Regions from separate parts of the Sus scrofa genome. Here region 1 is linked to region 2. Evidence: chromatin contacts called from public targeted proximity ligation data. All regions are on one chromosome and are shown on one strand. The core of a region is the stretch at or near the end of the contact, and the rest is flanking DNA. Distances in the headings are between cores, read along the strand shown.

Region 1 (5,473 bases), core at 79-2,578, 190 kb after region 2:
GGAAGAAGAAACAAGCCACCCCAAAGGGGAAAAAGAGGTAAAAGTTCGGGTAGTTCCAGATTCCTCCATAGCAATATTCACTGCAAAAGACAGAGTGCCCAGAGGTGTGGTACATGAACCAGCAGCCTTGGGATTACTTGGGAACTTATTAGGAATGCAGGATTTCAGTTGCCATTCCATAGCTGCCATTGAATCAGGATCTGCAGTTGACCAGATTTTCAAGATAATTCATAGGCTACTTCTTTGAACTCTGCTTGTAACTCTCCTTGGCCTCCCCCACCACCCCTACCCCTCCAAGAAAGCCTGTTGCTGTAATTACTTTGAGATTGGAGATATTTAAATATATGCAAATTTGAACCACTTGAGTTTTTTAAAACCAAAACAAAATGAAAACAAAAACAAATCACTGTTGTGTAGATCATGCTCTCAGAAAACTTGTTTGAATTGGTCCAGGAGGATGGCCAGAAGTTAGTTGTTTTTCAGAAGCTCCCAAGGTCATTCCACATGCAGCTAAGGTTGAGAATCACTAAACCAAGGAAAACCAAATCCATGAACCCTTCTTGAAAAAATTACTGAAAAATGGACACCAGGTAACAAATGAATCAAAATAAAGAGTTCAGGAATGAAGGGGCTGCAGTGAGATAATTATTGAATTAAATAACAAATAAATTACTTGGAATTTTTGTTAAATAGTATAATAATTGGAATTCTAGAAGACAAACATGCTATTGTGTACCCCTTAAATTTCCACTTATGTTGGAGCTCTCTTGTGATGCAGGGGGTTTACGATCTGGCATTGTTACTGCAGCGGCTCTGGTTCCTGCATTCTGATTCTGGTTCTGATTCCTGGCCCAGGTACCTCTACATGCCTCTGGTGTGGAAGAAAAAATGTTTTCTACTTCTGTTTGGTGCACTTTCTCACCAAATCCACTGTTCTGGGTTTTCTATCATTTATTCTCAGGGGTTCACATAAGTGACTACTGTTTCTTTTGTCATCTCATCCCTGGCAGGCTCGTCTTCAGCTGGAGACTTGACAGTGAAAATGGTACTCACCTTGCCAGTCTGCTCTGGGTTTCTAAAAGAGAGACAGAGGTGTGGAATAGAAGACCAGGGGAAGCCTTGTGATACTGGACCAGAATTAGAGGTATTAGTATGATGATATTTATATGAACTGCATAGCTCCTGCCTGTTGGGGGCCCTGCCTTGAAGACTCCAGCTGCCCCCACCTCTGATCTCCTCCTCCTTAGCTCAGAGGGACTGCCGTTCTCTGCTTGGATTCCAGATTGCTACACTGCAGTCAGGAAATTTTCCCCAGGCAGAGAGCCAGGATGTCATGAGGCTCACCTCTTAGGTTTCCCTGCCTTCTGGGATTGATTGCAGGCTTGCGTTGCTTACTCTGTGCTGTGTTGCTGCTTCTCCGATGTCTGAAAACACTTGCCTTAGACATTCTCTGTAGTTTTATAGTTAGGAGTACCAGATCCTCCATTATAGACAAAAGCAGAAATGCTGAGCTATATATTTGATAACAGTGTTATACTAATGTTAAAGGCCCTGAAATTGATCATCACAGCGTGGTTATAAAAGAACTCCTTATTCTTAGGATATACATGCCAGAGGACTTGAGGTAAAGTTGTCTACAACTTACTCTGAAATGGTTTGGTCAAAATAATAATATTGCTACATTGCAAATAGTAATATTACATAGATTTGTAGAGAGAGCAAGAGAGAGATTGATAAAATATGTATGAAAAATGCTGTTGGGGCAAGTCTAGATGAAGCATCACACTATTTTTGTTAACTTTTGTAGACGTTTGAAATGTTTTTAAAAGAAATAATAAACAAAACATTTCCTTGAGTAGAGACTGGGCTTAGAAGTCACATCCGAAGTTAGTATGGAAAGAAAAAATAGTAACTTTATTGTGAAGAAACCTGGCAACACCTCCTTAACTAATTTGTCAGGATTAACATCACCAGTTGTAAGGCATGTTGATGCCATGTACACTGCTGATAGTAGGTGATGAGCAGATTTTCTTACTCAAAATGTATATATAACCTAAATTAAAAACTAATGGGGATCCTTAAATACACTTTTCCTTAAATACCTTTTCAAATTGGGTAAATATTAGTCATTTCATTTATGTCTACCTAATTTAAGTAGCCTCTGTCTCTAGAGATATGATGGTGATATGTGTGTATTTATCAACTTTATTCTAATTTTTAAAAAAATTCTATGGGAGTTCCCTTCATGGCTCAGGGGTTAACGATCCGGATTAGGATCTATAAGGGTGTGGGTTCGATCCCTGGCCTCAGTCAGTGGATTAAGGATCCGATGTTGCTGTGAGCTGTGGTGTATATAGGTTGCAGACACAGCTCAGATCCTTAGTTGCTATGGCTGTGGTGTAGGCCAGCAGCTGCAGCTCTGATTCGACCCCTAGCCTGAGAACCTCATGTGCCATGGGTGCAGCCCTAAAAAGCATAAATAAATAAATAAATAAATAAATTCTATTGCTGCTGACTTACAATGTTGTGTTAATTTCTGCTATACAACAATGTGACAAAGTGATTCAGTTATACATATACACATATTCATTCCCATATACATTATCACAGAATATTGAGTAGATTTCCCTGTGCTTTATAGCAGGTCCCCATTGACCATCCATTCCATATACGGTAGTGTGCGTATGCCAATCCCAAACTCCCAATCCATCCCTTCCAACTTTATTCTAATTTTAGAGTCCAGAGAAATTCATGACATTGAGAAAGTAGATGCTCAGGCCACTGGCCCCCATTACCCAGCCCCATTCACCAGAGTGATAGTTTGGATCACCCTCACTGTAAGGCTCCTTTACCTGCTGGTGAAGGTCCATTATCGTACAGTTGACCTGGATGGAATGCAGGTTGCCCAGTTGCAAGGAACTGATTATCTGGCTGATGAGCTGGCTTGCCACAGTTCTGGCCACTTTGAAGGTCAGTGTGGCTCTATTCCTTTATAACCCAGTAAATCCTCTGACACCTGCCTATGGAGACTGGTATTCCTTTCTTGGGAAGTTGGTTGTGGTAAGAACCCTGATGTGCTGGTCTTCCTCACAGGGGTCGGCATCAACCTGCAAGACATCTAGAATTTCAACATTCAACTTCCCTCCCCATATTTATGGCTTTAGTCATTTTTTTTTCTTTATGGCTATTGGGGAATATATATTTTGGCAGAGGTAAATGTGTATTACCTGTCTTTATACCTGCCAATCTCCAAAGCATCATTACCAAGTATCAAAGGCCATATATCAGGAATCTTTTTCCTTCGGTTTGATCTAGGTTTACAGTAAGCTGTGTTTTTCTCAAACATTGATAGTTTCTGCCCAAAGCACACATGGTTGGTTTGGAGTACTGCACCCCTTTCCTCTCACGGTGGGAGAATTATGTGCTCTCTGGCTCATACAGAGAACAAAGTAATTGAACCAGTGTAGGACAAAAATAATGTCTCCTAAATTCTAATTTCGAAATTTCCCTGAATGTCTTCACTTAGAATACTTCTTTTTTTTTTTTTGTCTTTTTGTCATTTCTTGGGCTGCTCCCACGGCATATGGAGGTTCCCAGACTAGGGGTCAAATCGGAGCTGTAGCCACTGCAACGCGGGATCTGAGCCGCGTCTGCAACCTACGCCACAGCTCACGGCAACGCTGGATCCTTAACCCACCGAGCAAGGCCAGGGAACGAACCTGTAACCTCCTGGTTCCTAGTCGGATTCCTTAACCACTGAGCCACAACGGGAACTCCCACTTAGAATACTTCTGATGTGTTTCCCTTTCTTGTTTCCGCTTGTGAAATTTTATTGACCATATTGACAACAAGTGTGGGCTCTTGGGTTTTGGCTAATAGTTAATCTAGATGTCCCTGCTGCCTAGCACCATGCCTAGCATTCAGTAAATATATTTTTTTTATTTATTTATTTTTTAGTGTCACTCCCTGACACATGAAAGTTCCCAGGCGAGGGGTCGAATTGGAGCTGTAGCCACTGGCCTATAACCACAGCCACACCAACCTGGCCATGTCTGCGACCAGGGGGAGGCCAGGTATTGAACCCATGTCTTCATGGATACTAGTCGAGTTTGTTACTGCTGAGCCACAGTGGGAATTCCTCAGTAAATATTTTTAGAATCAATTTGTTCAACCCTCCATTCATTCCCTCATAAGATGAATGGCCCCTCTAAATTTTAAATTTCTCTTATACTGGAAATAGGTAAAATTTGGTGGTATTGACAATATATATGTAGTTGAGAAAAGCATCACATTACCTTTTACTTCATGGGTTGAAAATATTTTTGAAGGAGTTTTATGTTGTAAGACTACTATACTCTTCATTTATTATAAATTGATAATAAATTAATTAGGGAATGTTAAATTAATTCTACAGTTGAGCCTAAAGGGATAAACATTTTATCATTTTCTGTAGCTGAAAAAAAAGTTTTCTAGATGAATATACTCAGTATCCAGTAGGGAGAAAAATGTGAAATGGATAGGAGCTAACCTATCCCGGTAGCTCTCTTTTTTCCTATAGATGCTAAGGTCCCTATGATGTACACATCACCCAGCTCACAAAACGTCCTGGTGACACCTGCCAGTGTTACGAGGCTCAAGATCAGTTAGGTGGAACCAGCAGAGACTGCTACAGGTTGTCTCTTTTCTTGTGCTGGATGATCTCCTATCGATTCAGCTACCTTGCCTTCACCAGGTCTTTGAAATCCATAGTAAGCAGCAGGTTATTAGATCAAAGTAGTGGAGTGAGTCTGAAAATGGCATTTTCCCCCAAATTCAGAGCTTTTTGTCCTCAGGGGGGATGGAAGATTCTCATCTGTGATCTCCTGCATCTTGGCATCTTGGGCAGACAGTACTTGCTTTTAACCCTGGAAGGATTTCCATGTGGAGTGGAGTATTCCTGACATGTTACTTGAAGCATATTGCTTCCATGTTCTCCCATGTTCAACTCCAATAAAGTAGGTATTCCCAGGTTATACAAATCCCAGATCTATATCACCTAGAGAAAAGTAATGTATCTTGAATGTACAAATGCAGTAATCAGGATACAGGTTATCATCAGATTCATGTAAAGGCATTGTCTGGACAGGCAAAGCAAAGGCAAAAATAGGCTAAGGCTTGACCTCAGAACTCTGTTCCCTTAAGCTGGGTGCTCAAAAGAGCTTACCCGGTTCCCTTTGGGCCTTCCTATTGTATATTCTTCTGAGAATCAAAAGGCCTGGAGTGCAAATTCTGGCTCCACTACTTAATTGCATAAACTTGGGAAAAACACTGACACCTCTTGCTCTCTGTTTCCTTATCTGTGTAAGGAGGGGGTGATGGTATAATGTCCACGAGTGTTTGGAGCTTCGTGAATGTTCAAATGCTGAACAAATAATTGTAGTTGGTCCTTGGGAGACAGTCTAGCATGGAGGTCAAGAGCGTGGAATCTGAAATG
Region 2 (6,044 bases), core at 3,182-5,681:
TTTTAACTTCATTTCTTCCCACATTCCCTTCACTTACTATCTTCTGGCTACTCTGGCTTATTTCCTGTTTGAAATTTTCCAGGTAGGGTTCTTCCTCAGGGCCATTGCGAATGTGGTTCCCTTTGCATGGATCATTCTGTCTCCATTTCTTTATGTTATGGATCCAGCTCATAACTCAGGACTTCATTCAAATAGTACACCCTCAGAGATGCCAACCTTGACCACCTCCCCATCAAGCGTGACTGCCCGCCTCACTACATCTCCAATGGCAGTCTCTCAATCTTATAAATTTTCTTCATAGTACAAATCACCATTTAAAATGTTCTTATTAATTGAATTTCTATCCTGTTTATAGTTTGTCTTTCTCCCTCCCAGTTCTTACTTAAGCTCCATTATTGAAGGGCTCTTGTCTCTTTTATTCAGCACTCTATTCTCAGCACCCTGACAAAATAAGCACTCCATTAATATATGTTGAATAAATAAATCAGTAAGAAACTCCACCTGATTCTTGAATCCCATTCCACCCAGATCTATTAATATGTATAAAATTAAGCCCAAAGATGTATTTATGGTTCAGCCATAGGCCTTCCAACAAGCCAACCTCCACTCATCACCTCCTAAGCACATACAATAGTTAGTCTGAAAATCCCTTGGCCATCTGGGGAAGATCCAGCCTACTTCTTGAACCCAGTCACTACAACCTGCTCTGGGAAATTCACAAATTGTTCCTGCCTCTCTACCTCCTGGCCTCCTGCCTTATTCCCCACCTAAGATGTGCACTTGCTTTGAAGTTTCCCCAGGCCCCTGTAACGGAGGACCAGATACCTGTGTCATAATCTCCAGCTCCCCTGGTTCTATTCACTGATATTGAAGCCTGATCTGCATCACACACTTATAACTCACCAGGTCTTTTCCCTTGCTATTTCTTCTTGCCGTGTGTCTGCCTGCCACCCTCCATGGTAACAGTTTTCTCAGGTTCATCTGACTATTTTTCTCCTTTCCCCACCATATGAGTTAAAAGATTCCTGGTTCTTTCAGTTTAGCCTCTAGGCAGACACATTCTTTCTGACTGTGAAATGTGAGCCAACCATGGCCAAGAACCCAGTATTCCAGTATCTTAGGCCAATGAGCCCCATATCCAAATCCAGTTCATCAACACTATCTAGACAGGCAATCATTGATCTCTTAGCCCTTTCTCTTTTATCTCGAATACACAGTCTCGGTAGAATTAAGTGATAACAGCACCTGTATCCCAAGAAATTTTTTGTTGTTGTTCAAGAGTTTATATTCTTCAAAGACTCTTTTCTGAGAACCTATGATTTCTCTGTTTTCAGACTCAAATGCTGCCTCTCCATTTTCTCTTTGTAGCAGCCAGGTTTCCTGTGGACAGGTCTGGGCTTTGAGCGTCTCTTCACAATCCATTCTGACACAGGCCAACAATTTCTTTGTCCTCATACTTTCATATATCTTAGAGATTTTTCCATCAGATAAACCAGAACTATCCATGCTTTAAAAAAAAATGTAGCTCCTTATAGAGTTGAAATCCTAGAGTCTGGAGATCTACAGGAGAGCTGAGGGAGAATGAGAAGGTGAGTACAAAAAAAGAAATGATAGAGGAAAATGAGCCCAGTTCCTAGGCAGGAATTAATGTGCCCATGGATTATCTGAAAACTTTTAAAGTATCCAAATGAAAATGGAAGAAGCAATGAGGTCGGCTCATGCACTTTTTGGCCTTTTATTGCATACCATAAACTTTGCAGAATAATCTGTCTCTGAATCAAAAATTTGTTGGAACATCTGCCCCATTTAAGTCATAGATACAATATTAAACGATAATAACTACTGGGAAGATAGAACATCAAGCTCTTTTCCAAATTGATTAGTCAGTTTATTTTATGTTAGTCAGTTTATTTATGTAATTATGAATGCAGCTAATGTCTCAAGCTGTAAAGCTACAGCATAAAGGTGTTTGAAAATACAAGTAGTTCGAAATATCTACCACCAAGAGAATAGAATCTAGCAGCATCGTGGGGTTTAGAATCAGACCTAGACTCAAATGTCAGGTCTATTGTGTTATTAGTCTATAGTATTCAATCTCTATGAACATTCTTAGAGTCATAAATAAGAATGAAAGTGAAGACCCCTCTCTGGGTTGGTCTAAGAATTTAATGACACATTCTATAGGAAAAAGCACCAGTACAGTGCTTGATACCTGAATACTCAGTGTTTGTTTACTCTTTTTCCTACCAGATGACCAGTCCAAACTCTGAGATTTTAGGCCCCCTATAAGTATGAGACATTCATAGCTACATCACTTTAAAAAACAGGAGGAAATTGTTTTGTTCTATCTCCCTAAGAGGTCATTGGTTAGAAGGACCCTTCTATACCTACTCAGTAGTGTTTAGAAAAGAACATCTCAAGTTTTGCTACCAGTGGAATGTATTTAATATTGGAATATAGGGGGTGTAATAGTATCAACATTTCAGACCAGTGAAAATTTCAATTTGGATTTCAAATCAGAAAAATCTTTTTTTTAAATGAATTATCTCCTTTGTTATTCATTCATTTATTCATTCATTCACTCATTTATGGCTGCACCCACAGCATGTGGAATTTTCTGGGCCAGGAATGGAACCCAAGCCACATCAGTGACAATGATGGATCCTTAGTTCACTGAGCCACCGGGGAATTCCAAACCAGAAAAATCTTAATCCCATCCAAAAAGCGAATACATAGAAGAAAAGTATTAGAAGTAGATGAATTGAAACTCAGTGAGAGCAAAATAATCAGGTACACTAATTCTGTTTGTTTTTTATTTTTTGTCTTTTTGGGGCTGCACCCATGGCATATGGAGGTTCCCAGGCTAGGGATCCAAGCAGAGCTGTAGCCACCGGCCTAAGCCACAGCAACGCAGGATCTGAGCTGTGTCTGCAACCTACACCACAGTTCATGGCAATGCCGGATCCTTAACCCACTGAGTGAGGCCAGGGAATCAAACCCACGTCCTCATGGATGCTAGTCGGGTTCATTAGCCACTGAGCCATGACAGGAACTCCCTGATTCTGTTTATTTGTGTAGTGATGAAGGCCTGGATTTTCATGTCAAATCTCACCCCATATCCTTAATTTGCTGTAAACAAATTTTGTTTTAAATTCATGTGAAGTAAAACGTAAAGCTATGGTTCTCATTTCAAATGAGGGGCTCAGTCATCTGCCCCAAAACATTTGGTTGTCTCCATAAAGTTAATGAAGCAAAACCTCAGGAAGAACAAAAACCATGGCCCTGGCCAGTGTGCCTTCAGTCTCCCCTCCTGGTCCCACAGCAGCCATCACGCCATGTTACTCATGCCCGCTGACCTCGGATGTGGTCTCAGAATTGCAGCCAAGGTTGTGGAGTCTGGCCCAGAACAAGGGAAAGCAGGTGAGCATCTCTGGTCACAAGTCTCCTGTCTATCTAGGTGTGCTACACGCCGTGTTGGTCAGGGGTAGAGATGGTTCTCACGGGGATGAGCAGAAGCATGCTCGATCAGAGGATGCCAATCCACATTTGCTCCTGATTGGCCCCTAAGAACTTGCTTCTCTGTTTATGCTCATACAGCTTGGACTTCTTCCCTCACCTCCCTGGATATCACTGACTTTGTTCCTGCTCTCCTGAAGGCCAGGTCTGTCCCTCTGTGGTGCACAGCTCTGCTTCTCCCCTGGCATCCATTTAACTCCAGACCTCCCTCCAGATGCTCACGCAGTGCTGCTTTTCTCCCCTGAACATAGGTCTCAGGCCTTCCCCGACAACCCACTGCTTTCTGCTACTCCTCCTGGGCAGAGCCTGCTGTGGCCTTAGCAGGCAGCCACTCTCCGCTGTCCTCACCTGGTCTGATTAACCCAGTTCTGGGAAGCTGCTCTGTGGGGCCCAGCCTGGCCTGCCCTGGCCTTGTCCGGCCTTGGCACTGGGGGGAGAGGAGGTCTTCGAAACCCACAGCTTTCCTCAAGGGACAGCCTGTACCTGAGTCAGCCCACGCCAAAAAGGCAGTCTCCTCTTCCTTTTCTGGATTTGTGGTTCACTCGTTATTCCTCAAGCCTACCACAGTTGCCTTGGCAGCAACACACCCTGGGGCCTGCTGGGAAAATTCCACACTCCGATTTGGCACCTGTTCCTGGGAGCAGACAGGCCTGAACTGCTGGCGAGGGAGGCAGGCATGATAAATTAGATACTGAACTGATCAGGAGTCCCTTTCCATGACAGTGGCCTGCAAAGCAGTGTTAGGGAAATGGCTTCTTTTCTTTCTTCTGTGAGCAATAAATCCCTGGGCCCCAGGACGGCCTCGACTTGGCAGGTTGACACCCGGATGATTTCTGATGGCCTACGTGCCGACCGCAAGGCAAGCCTGAGCACTGCCAGCTCAGCCCCCACAGAGAATCCCTTCTCTGGGGATGAGAGGTGCCGTTCCAAACCCCAGCGAGCTGGAATGTGTCCACCCCTACCCCTTGCATGCAGCTACAGAGAAGAGTGGTCAGCCGAAGCAGAAGAGCAGAGGCATGGCCTGTCTGTGCGGGAAATGTGAGTATGTGCTCTGAAATCTGAGACACGAAGGGAAATGTGGCCACGGAAGAGCTGTGGTTCCAACACTGATAAAAATGTTCCAAAATCCTGCTCTGTCATATGCTTGATTACACTGATGCTCAGGATGACAAATGAGGTTCCATCTTAATTACAGCTTGGGAGAGGATGCCTAGACGGTTCTTTGACTTCTGTTTTATTCTGTCCATTCCAAAAGAGCTACTTCCAAAAAGGAAGGAATGAGGAGACATAAATAACACTCCATGGACTGTCTCCTTTGCTCCGGAAAATCCCCTAAAAGGTTAATGTTGCGTCTCATGCTTCTGGGCACGTGTGGGTCACATGCTGGGAGCTGGGAAGCAGCTCCAGACTCCTGCTGTGGTGATGCCCAACCAGGCGGAGAGAGGAGGATACCAGGCAGCGCAGACGCAGGCTTTGGTCGGCCAGCGTTGACTGCAGGGTTACATCCATGACTAGCAATCACATGAGAGAATGCTCCATTTCCTTCCCTGGGAGAAGGCTGGAGTGAAAGAGGGAAGGGCAGAGTGATTATAAGGTTTTCAAGGTGTTGAGAAGGGAGAAAACCCCTCAGACAGTGAGGAGACAGAAGCCACTGTCTGCTTCAGGTGATGCTGGAAGCATCAGAATCCCCCAGGAAAGGGGGCACTTCCATTCTTGGCTTGGCACGTGATAAATTTCCAGGGCCAACATCCTGACCAAGCCATTCTGTGGCAAAGAGAAAGGAGAGGAGGAAACAGATCAAACCCCACTGGAGACTGTCTCATGGGAAAAAGCCAAATAGCTGAGTTACTCTATTTCCCTGTAGTCAGAGCCCAAGCCTTCCCACAACTTCACAAGCAGTAAGAGGCCAGGGGACTTGGCCAGAGTCTTTTTTTTCTAAGGGGCAGGAAGTGGCTACCTCCTACTAGAAGGTGTGGATTCCTTTGGTGAGGAAGTCAGTGGAGAAGGTATAGAACTCACCCCGAAAGTGCTAGAGACGGTGCAGAGAATGCAGAGAATGCAGCAGGAGCAGGTTGGAGACAAATATGACTTTAAAAGCATCTGCCCTAAGCAGGCTTATGCAGAAAGGGACCAAGGCCTCTGAGGGTAAGAAAAGCAACAAGATGGGGTTAGTTTAGCACCAGGGAAAACTCACACCCCGCCCCCTGCTTCCCCAGACGCCTCCCAGCCTCATGCGGTTCTCAGGCATCCACAAAGGCTCTTGGATCCTTATGGAATCTGCTCCCACTGCAGTTGGAGGTGGGCCGCGTGCCCGGATGCCCTATGAATCACCTGCAGCAGGAGGAGAGCGTCACTCTCCCATCTGCTGCCCCTGCTCTCAGCCTCCAAGTAGGGCCGGCAGCTGGGTGTGGGTCATGGACCTTAGCCTTCTCTGCTCTTCTGCCCCGCTCACCGGAAGTGGTGGGCAGCCAGATGGCTAAGCTTGCTGCTCTTTGGCTCCTCAGAGTAGGAGCTTTGTGGCTGGAGAA

The links.
Region 1: a targeted proximity ligation map of skeletal muscle shows a contact between it and region 2. A contact is called at or near these places in 3 of 47 Hi-C or Micro-C datasets (alveolar macrophages, embryonic fibroblasts and fibroblasts) and 2 of 2 datasets of targeted methods (alveolar macrophages and skeletal muscle).

Annotation. Positions count from the first base shown.
Region 1 is chr5:47,703,848-47,709,320 of Sscrofa11.1, forward strand. LOC106509230 (a long non-coding RNA gene) reads left to right here. Exons shown (of 3, transcript XR_002344069.1): 2 at 1-37; 3 at 1,011-2,280. Among named protein-coding and RNA genes, the nearest start is that of BHLHE41, 19 kb to the left of the region's middle.
Region 2 is chr5:47,509,295-47,515,338 of Sscrofa11.1, forward strand. No RefSeq gene overlaps it. Among named protein-coding and RNA genes, the nearest start is that of SSPN, 97 kb to the right of the region's middle.